Regions from separate parts of the Mus musculus genome. Here all the other regions are linked to region 5. A link is a contact called in public HiCAR-type and promoter capture Hi-C data. All regions are on one chromosome and are shown on one strand. Each heading gives the region's core, a stretch centred on a gene start, on an enhancer-like site or on the middle of the called end of the contact. The rest is flanking DNA. Distances are from core to core; before and after follow the strand shown. Region 1 holds the start of Cacfd1 (calcium channel flower domain containing 1). Region 2 holds the start of Surf6 (surfeit gene 6). Region 3 holds the start of Notch1 (notch 1). Region 4 holds the start of Surf4 (surfeit gene 4). Region 5 holds the start of Mrps2 (mitochondrial ribosomal protein S2). Region 6 holds the start of Dipk1b (divergent protein kinase domain 1B). Region 7 holds the start of Adamtsl2 (ADAMTS-like 2).

Region 1 (2,700 bases), core at 170-2,669, 1.5 Mb after region 5:
AGAATAAATCCCTCCAATAAATAATAAGCCCCTTAGAATATCCTCCATTCCAAGAGAGGATAGCCCTATGTCAAAGTGACCGGCTAAGCCATAGCTCCTGCCAAACCCCTATTGAGTTTTTAAAGCAAATACACGATATCCTTCCCTCCTATGATATGCCAGTATTCAAAACCTTGATGTCCACCCCCCTGATCCCAATGATCAGGTTCAGGGAACAATTTAAGCTACGGCCACAGGTCTCCAGTAAGGTTTCACTGATAGCTTGGCTCGGCAGGAGGATTAGGGAGGCCTTCGGGAGTAGCACAGGTACCCACAGGAAGTATGGGACTGGGTGGGATTTCCAAAGTCAATCTAATCTAGAAATCACCTGGTCACTGACTGAATCACCATGACGGAGGGAGGATAGCCGCCTACAGGTCATGGTCAGGCCCTTCCTTGTCCCTCACCCCTTAATACCACCTTGAACTAGCTAACTGCACTGAAGAGGATTTGATCAACCTCAGCAGACTTCTTCCAGAGCTGCCTTACCAGGGCAGCACATACCTAACTCTACCCTATCCATCTGACTAGCAAGATCGTCTGGACAGATGGGGCTCCAAGGTATTCCTCCAGACAGGAAAACGGATGAGTCTTCCCCTACCCACACAGTTCCTGCTCTGGTACCAGGTAGGCAATGGATCCTCGGGCCTTCCCAGCACTCACCTGGACTTCTAGGAATTCACAATGAAAGGGACACCCAGGATTTAGCAAACACACTGTTTGGAAGGCCAGCAACATAGCTGCACTGAAGAGGCGGACCTGCCTTCCTCTTTACAAGAGCAGAGAAAGCTTGCTGGTGTGGAGGATACTAGGCCGACGAGAAGCATTAGGAGAGTGTGGACAGTAGGAACCCGAGGAGAACTCCGATCACTGCCCAGCCACCCTGAGGGGCCACTCTTCTCCTGGCACCATCTGACCCCCAAGCAAACTTCCCAGCCTGTGGAGAGCTGCCCCCCATTTATGAACAAGTTTTGTCCAAAGGCTGGGAACTTGGCAGTCCCACCCCAGCCCAGGTAAGCATCACCAGGCCGAGGCAGGGCCGGGAAGGGGCAGACGCGCGTCCTCTGTGAGTCTCATTTCCTCTGATCAGGGCCGCAACAACTGGGCAGTAAGCCATCGAGTTCCGGCGGTGGACTGCAGGCCTGAGGCCGGGAGCCATGGCAACCCCGGGGACGCCCGCTCCCTGGACCCGATACTCACACACCGCTCCTAGCACTCCCGCCAGGCGGCACAGCCAGCGGTACCACCAAGTCATGCCCTCTTCCTGTGCCGGCGGGGCTGGGCCCGCGGCCGCTCCGGCGGCGCCCGAGCCGCTCATGCTAAACGCTGCGCGCAGCCCCAGGCGCGCACAAAGAGACGTGTCCACCCGCGCGCGGCCTTGTGGGAGAGGTGGTGATTAGCATAGGGGCGGGCCCGCAGGCCATAGCCGGGGGGCGGGGGGAGGGCGGGAGGAAATGGAGTATAGCATAAGGGGCGTGTTTACAGACTGTCAGACGCCCTTTGCCACCCAGCAGGTGCGCTGGATCCGGTCTGGCCTTTCCTCTTTGCAAGATTGGAAGACGTCATCCAGAAGTGGCAAAGGCCTTGTTCAGACCTCCAAGGAACTCCGCCTTGCAGTAGAATGAGCTTTCGAGCTAGGCTTGTAATGGGCGGCAGGTTATGGGAGGAAAACTCCAGTCTGGTATCCTGTATCCTTTATTAACCACTGGGGGCTGGGACTGTTTTTCTGATCTCCACCTCCCAGTCCCAGCCCTTCTGCACCTGGAAAAGGTCACTAAAAGAGGTTCCCTAAGGCTAGCAGGCATTAGAACTTCTAAAGAGGCTAAAGTTGCATACTCCCCGGCTGTTGGAGAGAAACCTAGGACAGAGCCAGGCTGTCGTCCTGTTCCGATGTCCTAGGTGAGATGGTCCAATACTCGCCCTGGAGACTGGCATGTGCCTCCAGGAAGCCAGGGCTAAACTCCAGTTCAGCCTCGCTGCCTTCGGACTCCCAGTAGAGCACCTGCTGCCCCCAAAATGTTGTGGTCCTCAGACTGTGGATGTCCCTGATCTGTGGAGAAGCAAGTAGCCAGAACAGGCCATGAGTGATCATTATTTATAAACTCCTGGCTACTCAGAGTCATTTTTGTTTCTTAAAGGAGCCCACATGAGGGACACTCGGTTCTACCCAAGAAACTCCCCAGAACACACAACCAGGTACAAGAGCTAGGATCCTGCTCAAGACTAAGTCTGAGGTGCTCTGGTGCCTTGTAGAGCATACTGAATCGCAACCCTACCTATGCTCTTCTGAAAACAAACAAAACACCAGACACAAACACGATGCTTCCACGCTGGGTCAACAGGCAATGGACTCCCAGGGAAGGCCTTCTCTCTTCCTTCTTGTGGGTAGAGCCACAAGCATTCCCTGGTGAGTGAGTGAGTGGCAGAAACCCTCCTTCCCATTCTTTCCAATAATTTTGAAGTTTTGGATGAAAAATAAGCTAAAAGTGTTCCCTAATGCCAACACTCCCTCCCTCCTTCCTAGAGACAGCTCTCCAGAATCGTATCAAAAGATTACCCCCTTTTTGTCCCCATCCTCGTGGCCTCACCGAGACATAGTTGGCATTGGTCCCCTCAGAAGCAGTGCCCATATCACTGGCCAGGGCGCGGATGGCAATGCGG
Region 2 (2,700 bases), core at 111-2,610, 1.6 Mb after region 5:
GACGGCCCCTCCTTATATAGCTTTGGGTTCCTGGCATCTAGTAAATCCGTGACATAAAATAAATGGATGAAGAATCCGCTAGTACTGCAAGCTATATGACTGCAGCACCTGTACCTTTGATGCCACCTATTTTTGCCATCCTACTTAGAGCTATCATGCCTGCATCTTAGAAGGACTGGCCTTGGGCTTGGAAAGGCTGAGGTGTCTTGCTCAGAAGCGAAGATCTTAGAAACCGGGAGCTCAGACCCCATTGCCCCTCAGTACCAGGCTCACGGCTGACATACAGAAACCATGGTTCTCGGGCAGGTATGTGCATTCAGCCTGTCACTCCTGACTACCATCAGCATGCCTCATCCATGGTTGTAGTCCTGGGTCTATAAGGAACATAGGCTGGTCACCAGGTGACCCAGCACCTACAATAGCCAAAAAGAACATAGCACTGGAATGTGTAGCTAGGGGCAAGTCACTGCCCCAGTGAGGGAGTTTTCCAGCAGTGATGCCAAAGCAGTGTTAACTGTTGGAAGAGCTTGTAAGTGCCCTGGAGAAAGCTTAGCCACCTAGTGAAAGACAGTGTTTTATTGTTTAGTCAATTCTGTCGTTCACATTTAAAAGCGAAACTTCTCCTTTAAAGGGCACCATTGTCTTTCCTCTGCTTGCGTGGCCAGGGCCAGAGCTCCCTGGAGATACTGCTTGGGGATTTAGTGTTCTAGAAATTCAGAGTCACAAGTGATGTAAGTTGTGTGTCACCTTTTTTCATGAACTTCTGAGTTGCTGGGTCACACCCAAAAAACTACCGGGCAGGCTCTTCTTTGGGCTTGCCTTTCCCTTCATTTCCTCATAAGTAGCTTTAACGCCATCTGCAAGTAGTTTCTTATTCCTAAGGGCTCATCACCATTGAGATTCATTGCTACCGCATGTAATCTAAGATCCACGCCATACTCAGGTCTCTAGTTGTGGCCCACGTCTTTTTATACCTGATTGCGTTTTGCTCTGTGTGGCGGGAGTGGCAATAGGATGCTGGGCATCCCCTGCAGGCGGGGTTCTGACCTTCAGTCCAGCAGTAGGGAAAGAGCTATAGTAGCCCAGGTCTGCCCGGCCCTGAGGGCTTCAAGCTCGGTGGGAGCCCAGCCCTCTCAGGTTACAGGCTCCATTTTCAGAGAAACGCCTCCAGATTGAGGAGTAGCCGGCCCGTCAGGCATGGCTAATTGAGCTCCGAGAGGAAAGCAGCTGCTAGCGGATTTACACTGTGGCTTCCGGGGCTGGCTGGCTGGTTTGCTAACCTGGAGTTTAGATTACGGCTAATCCTTGGGGGTGGCTTCCGGTGCTCCAGGCTGCGTCTGCGCATAAGATACTTCCGGCGGGGTCACGCCGCTCTACTGGTGGTACCTGCGTGTACGGAGCTTCCGGCGGGGCTCCACCGCGGGAGCTTCCTATTCTGGTCCCAGCCTTGGTTGGCAGCATGGCTTCTCTCCTGGCCAAGGATACCTATCTTCAGGACTTGGCCAAGAAGATCTGCGCGCAGCCTGGCCCTGAACGACAGAGGAGCACATGGGGTAAGGCATCCGGCTCGAGCAGCTTTTGGGAGCAGACGCCGTCAGTAAGGAGCCCGCTGTCCTAGGTCGGGGCCGGACCCCCCGCAAGGGATATGAGTTCGAGCGGGTGGGTACTCGCGGGGACAGCAAAAGCTTGAGCTCTGGGCCCTGAAGGAGTGGGAGGCAGTTAGGAAATTACCAGACTCGAACGGAAAGAAAATCGGGCTTGCTACTACAAGTGTGAAGAGTTTTCTTACTGGCGTGTGTGTTTTTCAGCCCTTGTCTGTGAATGTGTTTCTTGTGTTGAAAGAACGCACACTCCATTCTTGGCTGTTTAGTTTAAAGCGCTAACATTTCCTTATCTTTGGAAGTGGAAGCAAGTCTTAAATCATAAAATGTTAATTGCGTCTGGGCCTGGTTGGTAGGGAGGCTGAGGAGAAAGACCTCGAGGTCAAGACCCGCCTGCCTGTCAGGACTACAGGATGTGATCACCTCTGCATGAGCAACTTCAGGAAACTCTCCGAAAGTAAAAGGAGCGGGTGGAGATATGGCTCAGTGGTTAAGAGCACTTGCTACTTTTGCATAGGACCCAGATTTGGTTCCCAGCAGCTACATGGCAGCTGACACCAGCCCCTAATTCCAGTTCTAGGGACTCATTAACACTCTTCTGGCTCTCAGTGGCACCAGGGATGGTCTTGATGCACAGACATACTTACAAACAGCACTCATAAAAGTAAACGAGTCTGGGAGGCACAGGTGGGAGGTGGTCTGCAAGCCTTTTAACACCAGCACTTGGCAAACAAGCAAGAAAGATTACTGTGAATTCCAGATGGCCAGGACTGCATACTGAGACCCCTTTTATTTGTTTGCTTGTTTGGAGACAGGGTTTCTCAGTGTAGCCTTGGCTATCCTGGAACTTGCTCTGTAGACCAGGCTGGCCTTGAATTCAGATTCACCTGTTTCTGCCTCCCAGGTGTGCCACCACCGCCTGGCTTAAGATCATGTGTTAAAAACAAACAAACAAACGGAGCTGGAGAGAGGGTGCAATAGTTCTGTGTATCTACAGCTCTTAGGAGAGGACCAGATTGTTCCCATCAGCCACCCTCATTTATGGTGCACATGATTAAAATGTAATAAATTTACCAAAAGAAAAAGGAGGTTTGGAAGT
Region 3 (2,700 bases), core at 148-2,647, 2.0 Mb after region 5:
ACTCCAGAAGGATAAGGCCTTCTTTGTATCCAAGTCAGGCTGCCTGCTGACAAAGCTGGAATATAGTCGACACATAAGCAGTTAGAGGCCTTCAGGACCCATCTCAGAAGAGGCACTTGCAGTCAGGCGTTCCTTCTATGGAACTGCTCTCTGGAGCTGCAGATCTCTTATATAAATATTTCTGTAGCATTGGGCGCTTTTTCTCTCGGGTACTGACCCCATGCTGCTAACCCCCAGGCTTGAGGCCAGTTTCTGAGAGGAGCAGGAGATGGGGGCTGGACAGCTGTTGGCACTGGCCCTTTAGTGCCTTTCAGGAACAGGTGTGTCAAGGGAGATGGGAGGGTCCTAGGACAATATAATCTGGGGCCCTTATTCCTTGTTGAACTCACCACCGTGTTTTAGGATGGGGAGGTGTTGTTCGTTCCAGATTCCATTGAACTTTAACTGCAAAGGGATAAGGAAGGCATCTTGGACGCCCAGTGCTAAGCAGCTTAGCACAGGATGTCCAAACATCAAGGTGGAGATAAAGCATGAGAGGCTGTGTTGACGCTAGCAGTCATTGTACTGGAACTCTGCACTTTCCCAGGCCACCTAAGTCGGACACAGCCAGGGACCAGTGAGAAGGGTGACCGTGGAACGTCTAGACTCGGGTTCCTGCTGGGAATCGAGAGCGCAATCTGTCCAGCAAGGCACTAGTCCTTGGGGAGTTCCCTTAGGGAGCCCCGAACTCCCTTCTACAGAGGCTGCGGGCGCGACGCCATCATCGTTTAAGGTCAAGCGTTCCGGAAGTCATGGCTAAGAGTGCCTGGCCTCAATCCTCCTGATGCCTATAGCCGAGACCAAACAGCTCCCAGGAGTGGAGCCCTAGGGACAGGACACGCGCAACGCTGCCAGGGCGCCACATTTAAACTCCTGCCCCAGGATTCCCCCCAAACTTGACTTCAGCTGCTCCTGCCCACGGTCCTAGACCTAACTCCAGGATGGAGCTGGTTCCCCGTGCAGCTTTCCTTTCCCACAAGACCCGTACCTCCTCTACTATTGAAATGCAAATTCTGGCCAAATGTCGCAGAGGGCGGCTACACACAAAGCCTGATCCTTCCGCAGCGCCAGCTCAAACTTTTGGTCTCTGTAAACTTTCGAACAAGAAGTAGTTCCTAGATGCCCATTCCATACACCCCTCCATTCCTCCTTGTCTTGCGAACCATAAGATCCTTAGATCCTGGCTCGGGACGCGCTCCCTAGCCCGGACAGGCGCAGAACCCACCAAAGCGCTGGGAGGGACAGGGTCCACAAGGGGGTAAGGGTTCGCAGGAACCAGGGGCGGAGCCCGCTGGGATGGGGCGGGGCAGGGGCGGGCCCCCATAGGGGCGGAGCGCCCGCCCGCTCAGAGCCTCACTAGTGCCTCTGCCGCGGGAGGGAGCGCAGGGGCGTGGGGCGCAGGGCGCGGGCGCTGGGCGCGGGTGCGAGCGCAGTGAAGGAACGAGCCCGGGTGCCTTGTAGGGCCCAGCGCCGCTGAGAGCCCAGCGCCGCCCACCCGCCAGGAAAGAGGGCATCAGAGGGTGGACGCCTGCGGGACCGCCGGTGGTGTGCGTCAACGTCCGATCCCCGCCGGCCACCCCAAGAGGCCGCCGCCCGGGCTGCGGGCAGCTGGCGAGCAGGCATGCCACGGCTCCTGACGCCCTTGCTCTGCCTAACGCTGCTGCCCGCGCTCGCCGCAAGAGGTAGGCTCCCGCGAGCCCGCAACTTCGGGCGCCTTTCAGAAACTTCTGTTGCGCCCTGCGCACGCTTTGGGTAGATAGGAGTAAGGGACCAGCTGCCAGAGTTGAGAGCCAGAGCGGGTGGACGGGACCGTGGGACCTGGTGTCCTGGCGTGTGAGGAGGACCCTTCTCTTTCCAGGGGTACCCACTTTTCTCATAGCGCCCAAAGACGCTGGAAGTGTGGTATGGGGCCCCGGAGGCCCAACCCTGGCTCGCACTTGGGTAGACGCTCCTGGGGCTCGCCGCGGGGGCGGACATGCTGCTTGCGCCTCTACTTTTCGATTTGAATCGAATCGGTTTTGGTTTCCTGTTGCTTCTTGGGACCATTTATTTTCATTCTTCTTTGCCTCCGGCCCGTGCTAGGGCGGATGTTGGGGTGCAGTGTGAGGTCAGGGGCGCTATACTCTCGTTGCTTACTTAGAGCGGGGCAGAGACGATGTGCCCTGGACTCCTAGTATGGGGTTTTGGGATCGCTGTCCCCTAGCCGGAATCAAACTTTCGAAGAGGGGCGATGTGCAGGCGGCTTGCTGCCTAGGGTGGGCGTGGGACTGACTCATTTCGGAAGTTTGAAAATCCTGTGCTGATTGGAACGGGAGCCGGAGAGGGGAGCCCTTATTTCCCTTCCGGCTTCACAGAACGGGGTACTCCTGTTGTAGTAACCAACTGCACTCTTCTCCCAGTAATCGAAGGAGAGAACTGCCTGCCCTTTCCTTAAAAGTGGGGTTTTATGTGACGCTCGAGCTCAGCCCTACATCGAGGCTTAATTTTTAGAGCTCTTTAAGATGGCGTGGGAGGGGCTTGATTAATAATAGCCCCTTCCCGAGAACGGGGTGGAATTCCTTCTAAGTGGGGTTTCTAAGACCCCCTCCCTGGGTGCGGCGGGGGCTGCCCCTGGAGATGCCTGCGAACAGGTATTGGGTGTCGGAGTAGGCGGGGCAGGTC
Region 4 (2,700 bases), core at 61-2,560, 1.5 Mb after region 5:
TGCCTGTGGCTGTGGGACTGGGGTCTGAGCCAGAGCTCATCTTTGAAGCCACACCTTCAGAACTGGTCTGTAAGCCAGAACTCTACAAGATCAGTGCTGTCAGGTAGAAGGTGGCTGAGGCCTGAGTACAGAGGCCACTGTCAGCGTGGGGTAGGGGACAAGATATGTAGGCAGTACGGGAAGGATAATTAGCATACAGGGAATACAGGGTGTCCGTTGGAGCTCAGCCCAGGTAGTGAGCAGTGGTTTGTTTTTTGTTTTTCTCTAAACATTTCTGGCCATCAGAAGTGCATTTGCTTGGCTAACGCATGTAAGCCTTCTCTCAAAGAATACTGGAAAAGAGGAAAAGAAAATGAGCGAAACTGAAGCTTTTATAAGCCGAGTCTAACAATTAATGAGGCTGACATGTGAGGAAAAAAGCGATTAAAAAAACAACCACTCAGGTTCTGCCTTTAAAGACCCCATACATGGAGGGAAGGGGAAGGGCACGTGCACCATTCTCCAACCAGTGGTCAGACTTGGGGGTTGGTCATCATTTTAGAGGGAAACTGAGGCCCTGGGAGGACTCAAAGGAGGAGAACTCGGAGGAGGAAACATGCGGGGATCATAGGGTCACCCTGTGATGGAGGCTGGGCCTGGCTGTGTGGCCCTCGGACCTGTCCCGCTGCCCAAGGACACTGGACCTTGGTTGTGGGGGCATCTCAGCACCTGATATTTTTCCATGGTATCTCGTGGAGACACTGCCTCACTGTCCTACTACCGGGCAAAGCCCTCGAGCCAGGCCGGTAGTCGAACCCTCGTTTGAGCATGCTCGGTAGTGACTGCTCCGTGTGCCCACCCCACCTCCTCAGCCCCTCCACCTGCCTTCCATAACCCTCAACCCGGGGCGTGTCTGCTTAGCACTTTGGCTCGTACATGGCATACTCGTACTATGCCCCTTAAAGAAGCCACAGAGAATAGGGAGCCGTGTTTCGGACGAAGGGCAGGGCCCCGGTGTGTTGGGTAGGGTGGAGGGCGGGGCAGAGACTGACGACGCGGCAGGCGGGGCCGCAAGTACTACGGGCGGGAGACACAGGTGGCAGGAAGTCTACCAGCACGGTGGGCGGGACCTGCTGCTTGGTGAGGGTGGAAAGTGGTCAGCGCTTCGGGTTCTAGAGGCTGAAGGGCTAGGGGTGGTCCGTAGGGGCTGGAGGGGCGGGGCCTGGGGTGTGGGGGCGGGGTCTACCTGTGAAGGGCGCGCGGCGGAGGCGGGGCCTGTTCGTGAAGGGCGGTGCGCCGGCGCCAGGCTCCTCGAGCGTGGCGGGCGGGGCCTGGAGCGTGAGGGCGCGCGGCAGGCGGGGCGGGGCGCGGCGGGAGGCGCGGTCCCTTTAAGGCTTGGCCTACGTGGCAGCCGCTAGAGCAGCCGCGGCTCAGCGAGGCCGGCCGCCGGGTACTTCCTGTGGAGGCCGCAGCAGGCGCGAGCGCCCAGGACCTGCCAGCTGAGCCTTCCGCCGCCGCCATGGGACAGAACGACCTGATGGGCACGGCCGAGGACTTCGCCGACCAGGTGCGGCCTGCCCCACAGCCCGCTGGCCGTCACGGCCCCACGGACGCCCGTCCTCGCCGTCCTGCCTAGCTCTACGGAGAAATCCGAGGGGAGGCTGGGCGGGGGGTTGGGGGTGGCGGCCAGGGAGGCTCCCGGGGCCCGCGGTGCTGCTCTGTGCCCTCTGCCCTCTGAACCGCGGCGGCTCCTTGGGGACCTCTGGGGAAGGGGGTACTCTGTGCGCCCCGCTGCGTGGCCCCTCCGCCCTTGTCCAGGACCGTCCTGGCCCTTCCTTCTTTGCGTGGACTCTGCTCCGGTTGCCCGATCTGGGTCCACGCTGCCGAAGGAGAGGAGCCTGCCCCTTGGCTCGCCTTCCCAAGTGTACAGGTGGCTTGTGAACCGCAGGGAAGGCCTGGGATGAGTCTGGGCCCGAGCGACTAGCTGGGCAGGGTTAGAGCCGGAGAGAGGCGCAGGTGGCACCACTTTTTACAATTAAGTTCGACGGATGGGGTGGGAGTTGTGTGAGTGTGAGGCTTTGACTTCTGAAATTGTCCCGTTAGATCTGCGAAGTCATAATATAACCTGAACTAGCCCTGGAGGCTGAATGGTGCCGGGGCCCACCCGCCAGCCAGTTTTGGTTCACTTAGTGTGTTCGTGGCTGTCGGTGATACGAGGAGGCATTTTTTGGCCTAGAGTACTCGAAGGTTGGGTGTGTGTGACCATCTTCAAATGAGCTTCTCTACCCCTCCTTTTGAGGGGTGTCACCTCCCCATGTTCACCTTCAGTTCTGTTGAACCATTTTCCTGTGAGCTGATCTTTTTAAAGGCATTTCTACCCCTTTTGGAAAAGTTTCTAATGCCACGATTTTGCATTAAATACATAATTTTAAAATTGTATGGACCAAGGTCTTCCTCTTGTGATGGGTTTCGTTGACATAATTCTCAGTGACCCAGTTTTATCTTCCTGAGTAGCAGCTCTCTAAGAAGATGGCTTCATAGCCAAGTTTGTGAGCGGCTCACCTCAGGATCTTCAGCTGGAAAACCCACCATTTTGCAAGTGGATTTCACAACCCAGATCAGATGAATTATCTCCAAGAAGCTGCCAACTATCTAATGATAGATTTCAACTGGAGAAAGAGTTCATCTTTTATGAAGTCCTCCATGTACTTTGTTTTGATT
Region 5 (2,700 bases), core at 39-2,538:
ACCTACCAGCCACCCAGGCTCTTACATTTACCAACTCCCACTACTCCTGCCTAGGGAGTGATGGGCTGGGGACACAGGTGTGGACTTGCGCACAGACAATCAGGTTTGTGGCTCAACCTGTCCCACCTTCTCCCTGTGGAGATTTGAGAACCAACTGCAGATAAACATGAACCCAACCAAGGTGCTCTGCCCAGTTTAACTCTCTAGGGCCACTTCTGTTCTATACAGCAGGTCCTCTCCACCGGGCTCCCCCGCCTGCCATGACCCTCAGTTTTCACCCTGTCTGTGAACCAGCATCAATACTAGCACTGCACTTGGTGTTGCCGCAGACACCCCCACCCTGCCCCCACTTCCAACCCTGACCCAACTCCACCACTCTGCCCACACGGCCTGTGCCAACTACCTATGGCGGCAACCAGCTTTATGTCCCAGGTGTACTCGGGCCTCGAAGAGGCTCTTCACAGAAAACAGCTCCTTGACATTGAAGAAATCCGAATGCTGTAATGGCGTATCTAGGATCCTGCTCTGGAAATCTGAAAAAGAGAGTAAGGGCAGACACTGTGGCCCATCACCAACCAACCAAAGACTCACCAGTCTCCTGGGAGTGGGAAACTCAAAGCTGTGAGGAAACGCCAGGAAAGATCTGGAAGACACAGGGGCATTTTTGCAACACCGAGGGACTAGTGTCAAGGTCTAAAGTGACTGTGTGCGGGGAAAACCTGGCCAAGTCCTCTTCCCTTAATCTCCACAGATGTAAGAGGAAAACGAACCAGGGGCCTCGTTGACTTCGGGTGCCTTAAACGCCCCTCCAGAAGACCAGCAAGATGGACAGATACAAAAGTAAGTCTTCACGGGTTTCGAGAGCTACCAGGCCACAGGGGTTCTATCTCCCTCCCACCACACTTAGATTGGTACTGGGTTCCTTTGGGGACCCTGCAATGACAACCTCTCCACGATTCCGCGCCCCGGCCCAGCTCCACCCGCTGATCTTTACCGTCGCCATCCTGGGGCTCGCTGACTGCGGGGACCGGGGCTCCCGTGACCTTCCTACCATTCTGCTCCGCAGGGCCCGGGATCGCCTTCTGCAGGAAACCTGGCCAGCGCCGCACACCTGCGGGGAAAGAGCCGGTGGGGGCGCGTCCAACCCTCGTCCCTGTCCTCCCCTCTCGGATCCCCGGGTTCCCCCCATCTCCGAGATTCACCGCGCTCACCTGCACACAGCAGCCGGGTCAGCACGGCCGGAGCGGGCGCCATGGCGGGCGCGTGGACAGAGATCCTGCAGAGACTCTTCCTGCCCGGCAGAGCGCCTCCTCCTCTGAGCGCGCGGGGTCGCAGCGCCGCTTGCTGGCCCGGAGGACCCTCTCCGCTGTGCACCGCTCGCTGCGCCCGCATCCTTGTAAATGGGCGAGTTGGCACTGTGACCAGTGGTCTGCACTCAGCTGGGACGTGGGGCTGAGCTAGAATGAGCGACCTCTCACCCACAGCTCGTTCCTCTCGATAAAATTACAGCATCCTCTGGAGGAGGCGACCCTCTTGTTCAAATTGGTTTTTAGAGGTTGTTTTTAGGGTTGCTGTTTTTTTTTGTTGTTGTTTTTGTTTTTGTTTTTGTTTTGTTTTGTTTTGTTTTTCCTGAGACCCGGTTTCTCCGTAGCCTTGAGCCTTGACTGTCATGGTATTCGCTATGTAGACCAGGTTGGCTTGAACTCAGAGAGCAACCCGCCTCTGCCTCTGGAGAGCTGAGATTGAAGGCATGCCCTACCACCGCCCCGTTTATTGTTTGTTTTATAAGTGCATTAAAAAAAACTATTTATTTTATGTATATGAATACACTGTGACTATCTTCAGACACACCAGAAGAGGGCATCAGATCCCATTACAGATGGTCGTGAGCCACCATGTGGTTGCTGGAAATTGAACTCAGGACCTGTGGAAGAGCAGTCAGTGCTCTTAACTGCTGAGTCGTCGCTCCAGCATGCATTTTTTTTATTTTTTAACATTTGTTTTAGTTTTACTTATTTTTTGCCTACATGTATGTATGTGTACCTTGTGAGTGCCTTGTCCCTGTGGAGAGCAGGTGTCTGACCTCCAGGAACTAGAGTTAAAAGTGTTTATGAGTCACCTTGTAGGCTCTGGGAGTTGAATCCAGGTTCCCTACAAGAGCAATGAATGCCCTAAATTGCTGAGCCATCTCTCCATCCCCAAATTACATTAAACTATGACGACAACAACGATGACATTGACAATGATGACGACGACGATGACAGCAACAACAACAACAACAATCTCCCTGACTGGCCAGACATTCATAGAGATCTGACTGCCTCTGTCCCCTGGGTGTTGGAATTATTGGTGCACACCACCACACTGTGCCCTAAGTAATTTTTTATTGTTTGTTTTAAAATTACTATTTATTTTTATTATTGTTGTTAAGACAGGGTTTCACTATATACTCCTGACTGGTCTAGTACTCTCTTTTTAAATCAGGCTGGCCTCGAACTCAGAGATCTGCCTCCTGGCATTGCGCTAGCACGTCATTAATGCTGAACTATGTGCATGGTTCACAAGATCATTTTTTATATTTCACCAATATATGGCCTAGGATTCCCTAAATTTAGCAGCACCTCACATCTAGATTTAGGCTGAGTTGTGGGGGTATTGGGTGATAGAGGCCATGGCCAGGACAGTAAACGACAGACTTGT
Region 6 (2,700 bases), core at 122-2,621, 1.8 Mb after region 5:
AAGCCGCTAGAAACCTGCAGGTCAGAGACCACTCCAGGCAGGCCCTCCCAAGCCACCTTGGCACAGGTGGCTCCCCTAGACTACCTTGGCTAAGCTTTGATGGTTTACCTGGCCTCTGTCTGACGCAGCTCTTCTCCAGGATCCCTGAGTCTTTGCTCACCCCGGGGCGGGACTCACCACAGTGGTACTCAAAAGCTCGCACAGATTTCTGCCACTCAGTGGGGAACAAGTTGGCAAGCCCTGGGCCCATAATTTTCGAGGCTGAACAGTCCAGCTCCAGAAAAGTCACATGGAAGGTGGGAAGGTCATTACAGGGATAGTAACTGCACAGCAAACTCCCTGCCCAGGAAACCCGGGCCAGGTGGCAGGTGCCCTAGTGTTTCCCACGCAGGAAACTGAGGCTTGGGGCAGGAAGGGCTCAGCCAGTGGCTCTCTCTGAACCAGCCCCACTGGGAACTGGCCCAAACCCCTCTCCTGCCACTCCTGGGTCCACACATTGCTGAGTCAGGGCCTAGCTTCAGGGCTAGGGGTATGGGTACACCCCATCTCCTGGCACAAGAAGGGTCCCCCATACACCTCAGGTCACGAACCCAACCTAGGCCTGAGCATGGATCACAGCACAAGCTACTGCCTCTGGAAGAGGGCAGACAAGGGCATCTGGGCCTGGAAGAGCTCTGCATCCAACAGGCTTCAGTCCTCATCCTTTATGTAAAACAGTCTAAGGGAGGCCAGGCCCCAGGACAAAGGCATCCTCCAGCATCCTCAGGACGGCCCTTCAGAGAGACCTTGGCTAGACTGGTGAGGGCTGGCTCCTTCCTGTAGGCTCTAAGGACCGTGGCAACCAGCGGCTGGAGCCCAGAGGCCTGACTCCATCACCTCAAAGCATGAGGGGAGGGGCCTCTTCTGCAGACAGGAGCTGGCCCTCCACTGGCCCAAGGTCACCACAGCCCCTGTTTCCAGCTGTCTCAAGAACTGGCCAGGGGCTGGCCAAGTTTGCTATTCCAGAATTTTTTTTTTAAGTTGCGAAGGTTAGAAAGGACTCCGGTGCACCCGCGTGCACCCATCGACCCTCGCCATCCCACGCCCTGCCCCTCCCCGTGTGGTAGCACCTGGCCGGCTGCGGCTTACCTGCAGGCCCTTGGAGAAGGGGCAGAGGAGCACTAGGTGCACCAAGCGCCGCAGCCGCCGCATGATGGGCTCCGGCCCCGGCTGCGGAACCCCGCGGCTGGCTCGGCCTCAGCCCCAGCCCGGCCAGGCCCGCAGCGGCCGCCGCTCGCTCTCCATGCGGGCCGCTCGTCCTCGGCTCGCGTTAAAGGCAAGGCGCGTGCCTTTCTGAGCAAGGACCGCGACGCACGCGCGGGGAGACGGCCTGGAGGAGGGGCGTGCACGCGCGGGAAGATGGACAGAGGGGCGTGCGCGCGCGTGTGGAGACAAACGGAAGGGGCGTGCACGCGCGTGGGAGGACTGGCGCGCGGCCCCGCGGCTAGTCTAGCTCTCCCGCTGGGGACCTACGCCACCCCCCACCCCCCCACCCCCAACCTCCCGAGAGCTCCGGGACCCGCTACGGCAACCCTGTGTGAGCATGAAACACCGGGGCAGGCTGGCGCTGAGGACCTGTAAGGTCCCCGCCTGCGCTTGCGCATTTCTTCCACCTTTTCAAGGGTAAAAGACGTTGATGGATCTGCCCCCATCCCTCCCCAGTATGCAGGTGAGGCTAGTCAGTCCTGAGGCCACCACCTCTGGCACCGAGAGTCTTCAGCCCTTGTTGCACCGGGGCATAGGGAAGGACCCACAGCCCACGCGGTCAGCAACTACTCCTGAGAACCAGTTTCTTCTGATTTCTGCCCATGGACAGACACGCCCCTCTCCTGTGACTCCCATTTAGGGTGATTAGGAAAGCAGCAGCTGACCTTAGTTAGAGGCTTATTGAACTTAGCAGACAATGGCCAGAATGCACCGTCCACCATGCGCATCAGCTGCCCTCAATCCTCACCCACACCTTTCTTAGGGGTTCTATAGCGATGTCATATGCATTCCCAGGGAATACGCCTTCCCCTGTGCCCCAGTGCTGTCCATATATATATGCCTTGCAAAATGATAAAAGACAGCTTTAGTTTAAGGATGTTAATTGCTTCGCAATTAGTGAACCAGGCCAACCTTCTCTTCATAAAAGTGGAGCGAGAGTCCCATGAGCCCAGCTGAAGGGTTTGGATTTATAAGCTAGAAAGGCTGAAGAGAACTAGAGCCAGGAGCAGGTCACAAAACAAATGGAAAATAGCATCAAGTCTGTGTCCCAGAAACCAAGAAGCAGAAGCAGAAAGACCAGCCTGGCCTATGTTTCAAATTCCAGACTAGCCAGAAGCCCAAAGGGAGACCCTGCCTCAAGGAAGGAAAGAAGGAAGGAAGGGAGAGAGGCTGGAAGAAAGGGATGGAAGGAGGGAGGAAGAGAGGAAAGAAGAAAGGAAAGAAAGGAGAGAGGGAGGGAAGGAGGGAGGGAGAAAAGAAGGAAGGAGAAAAAAGAAGGGAAACATGGGATTGTTTCATTATCGCACCAATTATAAACGAGCTGCTTAAGCAGTTTGACTATTTTATTATGTCTTCAATCTTGATTTTGCAGGTCAGATAAACAATGTAGTTTAAGTGTGGTGACGGGAAGGCTGAAAAAAATGACTCAGCAGCTGAAAGCACTTATTGTGAAAA
Region 7 (2,700 bases), core at 90-2,589, 1.4 Mb after region 5:
ATTGTCTGGGTTTGGTGGCTGATTATGGGATGGATCCCCGGGTGGGGTAGTCTCTGGATGGTAAGTCTCCATCCTTTCGTCTTAGCTCCAAACTTTGTCTCAGGGCCCTTCTCTCTTGAGAGAACAGAGATATGGAGGAGGGGCAGAAGGAGGTACAGCCTGCACCTGGCTCCTGATTCCCTTCCAACAAAACAGCCCCTCAAACCCAAACACCCACCAAGGGTTACGGTGAATCAAATCAAGAGAGCTTCCAGCCTTGCTGCTCCAACTCTCAGAATGGCTGCTGCGCACCTCAATTTAAACCCTGTCCTAGAAAGGAAGCTAATGTAGCTTGTCCCAGGTGGGTGTCATCTGCTGGTGAGTTAGACAATGGGCTTCAGAAAAAAGAGGCAGCTTGCCCAAAGCCACACAACAAGGTAGCCTACTGCCCCCTCCCCCACCACACACACACACACACACCACAGAGCAAACTTAGGGACTCAGTCGCACCCAGCAATTCCAGGGGAAGAAAGTCTGGAAATGGTCAGCACCCTCGAAGCCCTGATACCAACTGTCCTACTGTCCTACTGTCCTTCTGTCCTTCTCCCTCTCCCTTTTTTTCTCCCTCCCTCCCTCCTTCTCCTGCAGGTGTCCAGGAGCTTGGTCAGCATCACCCTTACGTCCACCCACCCCCGACACTGAAGGTCTCCATCTGAGTCCCTATTTTCACTCCAGCACAGAGTCCCCATCTCACACAGTCCCATTAGCCTCCATGGCTCCCCAGTCCCTGCTGCTGCCAAAGACAGGTGCCCAGTCAGCCTCACACTTGGTTTTCATTAAGGCTCCCAGACACTGCTGGATTCCAGCCAAGTCCAGCTCAAACAGGATCCATCTCTCCCTAGGGTCCAAAACCTTCAACAGGCCCACCACAGCATGGCTTTGCAGACCAGACAGCAACTGCTAGTACCAAGGTTGTTGCCTCAGGACCACCCTGCCACTGTGTGGCATAGGTTGTTCCCCCCTTTCTCTGTGGTTGAATACCCTCACCAGGGGCTGGGACATCCCCCGGCCCCCATTCTGAACAGCTTGGCTGGTCTGGGATAAGCTACATCTCACACCTCCCAAAGACCACAGTATGAGCAGGGACAAGTATGTAGTGGCCTACCTCACCCAGGGTCAGCAGGTTGTCCTCCTTTTAGAGAAAAGGGTGAGAGCTACTGCCAGGTGCACGGTGCAGGAAGGTGAGTGCAGAGATGTGCGGGCTCTGCCTGTCTCTGGTCCTGCTTCCCCAGCTGCCTCCCTCTCCCACTTCAAAGAGCATTCAAGGGAGGGGGTTCCCAGGAGGGGCTCTCAGCCCAGTGGCTGCTCTGTGGCCGCAGCTGCCTTTATAGCTGTCAGGCAGACGGGGAGGAACTCACACTTCCCACCGCTGCTCCCCCGCCCAGCCTGCTGGCGGCTGGCCGGGCGCACACTTTAACCCGCTCTGCTCCTCTGGAGTATGGCCAGGCTGTCCAGCTGCCTGCTGGCTGCTGCTGCCACAGTCCAGGATCAGTGAGTGAGCCTGAGACTGGCTTGCCTAGGTCCAGAGTGACTGACCCTAATGGATCAATTAGCCTGAGGTCATGTGGAGGGAGGTTGGCAGTGGTGGAGCGGAGCCCCCTTGACCCACCCATCTAACTTCAGCTTCCAGAGAAGGCTGGAAACCATGTGATGTCCAGGCTTTCGGCTCCTGTTCACAGGGAAGACACAGAGGTCCAGACATTGCACGGGTGCAGGCCACCCTCCGTCCTTGGAAAACAGACCTGAACAACGGAGGAACTGAGATACATCCAGAGATCAACCAACCAATGGCTCCAGGGAGAGGAAGAGGTGGCTACAGCCTATCGACCAGATGTCTAGGAAGATCGTCGGCACGGGGTATTCTGCAGATGTTTGGTACCAGCTTGGCTGGACCCCACAGCAGCTGGGCAGCTATTGGCAAGCAAGCAGGACTCAAGAGCTCTGTCCCTGCTGAGCTAGAGCTGAAGTCTTATGAATCCAAGAGGACTTTGGATGATGAGATGTCTGCTCTGACATTTCCTGCTCTCTGAAGCACCCCGTCCTGGAAAACAGGCACCTTCAAATGCTAAGTGATTCTGAAACAACATCCCACAAGCTGGCTGAGCCATTTCATCCATGCCTCTGTCCCTGTAGTGGGGACTGGAAGTCCTCTCCTTTTCTCTGTCCCTCCCTCTTGTCCCTCCCTCTGTGCTAGATGATAAGCTTCTTCAGCTGCCTCTTTGGGCTGCTAAGAGTGATACCCTGGGGGAAGTCTTGTGTCTGACCACCAGACCGCAGCCAAGAACAAAGCAACCAGCAAAAACCAATCAGCACCCAGCCTCTCTGTGAGGCTTGAGTCAGGTGACAAGCATCTTCATCATCTGTACTTTACCGAGGAGAAACTGAGGCTGGGAAGTGGAGTGGTCTGCTAAAGCCACCAGTCAAAGTTGTGACAGATACAGGTTGCGGCGCTGCTCTGCCACACACCCTCTCCTTCTGCCTGGTTCTTCAAAGATGCTGGCTGGCTCTCCCAGCTTAGACTGCGACAGGGGGCAGAGGGTCAGCTCTCACTCTGCCGGTGTTCAGTAGTGACTGACCTTAAGGTATTCAGCTTCTGTTCTCTGTCACCCTGACCTCCCATGACCCTTATCCAGGCTCACACTGCCCCCCTGGGGCCAATAA

Evidence for each region. Promoter capture Hi-C pulls out the DNA fragments that hold promoters and counts their contacts. HiCAR-type assays count read pairs that join an accessible place to other places. Capture Hi-C pulls out chosen DNA fragments and counts their contacts.
Region 1: a promoter capture Hi-C map of liver shows a contact between it and region 5, with 2.5 times the contacts expected there. The contact joins the promoter of Cacfd1 here to the promoter of Mrps2 in region 5. A contact is called at or near these places in 3 of 39 promoter capture datasets (cranial neural crest, hippocampal neurons and liver) and 1 of 115 datasets of contacts at active chromatin or transcription factors (astrocytes).
Region 2: a promoter capture Hi-C map of liver shows a contact between it and region 5, with 3 times the contacts expected there. The contact joins the promoter of Surf6 here to the promoter of Mrps2 in region 5. A contact is called at or near these places in 8 of 39 promoter capture datasets (the 3T3-L1 cell line, cranial neural crest, embryonic stem cells and 5 more).
Region 3: a HiCAR-type map of astrocytes shows a contact between it and region 5, with 2.5 times the contacts expected there. The contact joins the promoter of Notch1 here to the promoter of Mrps2 in region 5. A contact is called at or near these places in 1 of 39 promoter capture datasets (liver) and 1 of 115 datasets of contacts at active chromatin or transcription factors (astrocytes).
Region 4: a contact with region 5 is called in a promoter capture Hi-C map of pre-B cells. The contact joins the promoter of Surf4 here to the promoter of Mrps2 in region 5. A contact is called at or near these places in 4 of 39 promoter capture datasets (cranial neural crest, embryonic stem cells, hippocampal neurons and 1 more) and 1 of 9 other capture datasets (liver).
Region 6: a contact with region 5 is called in a promoter capture Hi-C map of liver, with 3 times the contacts expected there. The contact joins the promoter of Dipk1b here to the promoter of Mrps2 in region 5. A contact is called at or near these places in 7 of 39 promoter capture datasets (the C10 cell line, cranial neural crest, embryonic stem cells and 4 more), 1 of 115 datasets of contacts at active chromatin or transcription factors (astrocytes) and 1 of 9 other capture datasets (liver).
Region 7: a contact with region 5 is called in a promoter capture Hi-C map of second pharyngeal arch cranial neural crest. The contact joins the promoter of Adamtsl2 here to the promoter of Mrps2 in region 5. A contact is called at or near these places in 7 of 39 promoter capture datasets (the 3T3-L1 cell line, the HPC-7 cell line, cranial neural crest and 3 more).

Annotation. Positions count from the first base shown.
Region 1 is chr2:27,008,645-27,011,344 of GRCm38.p6, reverse strand. Cacfd1 (calcium channel flower domain containing 1) reads right to left here and starts at 1,419. Exons shown (of 6, transcript NM_029862.4): 1 at 1,240-1,419. The coding sequence starts at 1,357. Adamts13 (a disintegrin-like and metallopeptidase (reprolysin type) with thrombospondin type 1 motif, 13) reads right to left here. Exons shown (of 29, transcript NM_001001322.2): 28 at 2,628-2,700; 29 at 1,720-2,089. The coding sequence ends at 1,898.
Region 2 is chr2:26,901,547-26,904,246 of GRCm38.p6, reverse strand. Surf6 (surfeit gene 6) reads left to right here and starts at 1,360. Exons shown (of 5, transcript NM_009298.4): 1 at 1,360-1,553. The coding sequence starts at 1,460.
Region 3 is chr2:26,502,519-26,505,218 of GRCm38.p6, reverse strand. Notch1 (notch 1) reads left to right here and starts at 1,397. Exons shown (of 34, transcript NM_008714.3): 1 at 1,397-1,721. The coding sequence starts at 1,661. Gm35978 (predicted gene, 35978) reads right to left here and starts at 1,292. Exons shown (of 2, transcript NR_132655.1): 1 at 390-1,292; 2 at 1-55.
Region 4 is chr2:26,932,121-26,934,820 of GRCm38.p6, reverse strand. Surf4 (surfeit gene 4) reads left to right here and starts at 1,310. Exons shown (of 6, transcript NM_011512.3): 1 at 1,310-1,546. The coding sequence starts at 1,499. It overlaps Stkld1 (serine/threonine kinase-like domain containing 1), which reads right to left and starts at 765. Exons shown (of 19, transcript NM_001379463.1): 1 at 709-765. The coding sequence starts at 723. It overlaps Gm36591 (a long non-coding RNA gene), which reads left to right and starts at 1,553. Exons shown (of 2, transcript XR_374179.1): 1 at 1,553-2,700.
Region 5 is chr2:28,466,654-28,469,353 of GRCm38.p6, reverse strand. Mrps2 (mitochondrial ribosomal protein S2) reads right to left here and starts at 1,288. Exons shown (of 4, transcript NM_080452.3): 1 at 1,212-1,288; 2 at 995-1,111; 3 at 404-533. The coding sequence starts at 1,254.
Region 6 is chr2:26,627,128-26,629,827 of GRCm38.p6, reverse strand. It overlaps Dipk1b (divergent protein kinase domain 1B), which reads right to left and starts at 1,371. Exons shown (of 5, transcript NM_019833.3): 1 at 1,129-1,371. The coding sequence starts at 1,191.
Region 7 is chr2:27,078,018-27,080,717 of GRCm38.p6, reverse strand. Adamtsl2 (ADAMTS-like 2) reads right to left here and starts at 1,339. Exons shown (of 19, transcript NM_029981.2): 1 at 1,145-1,339.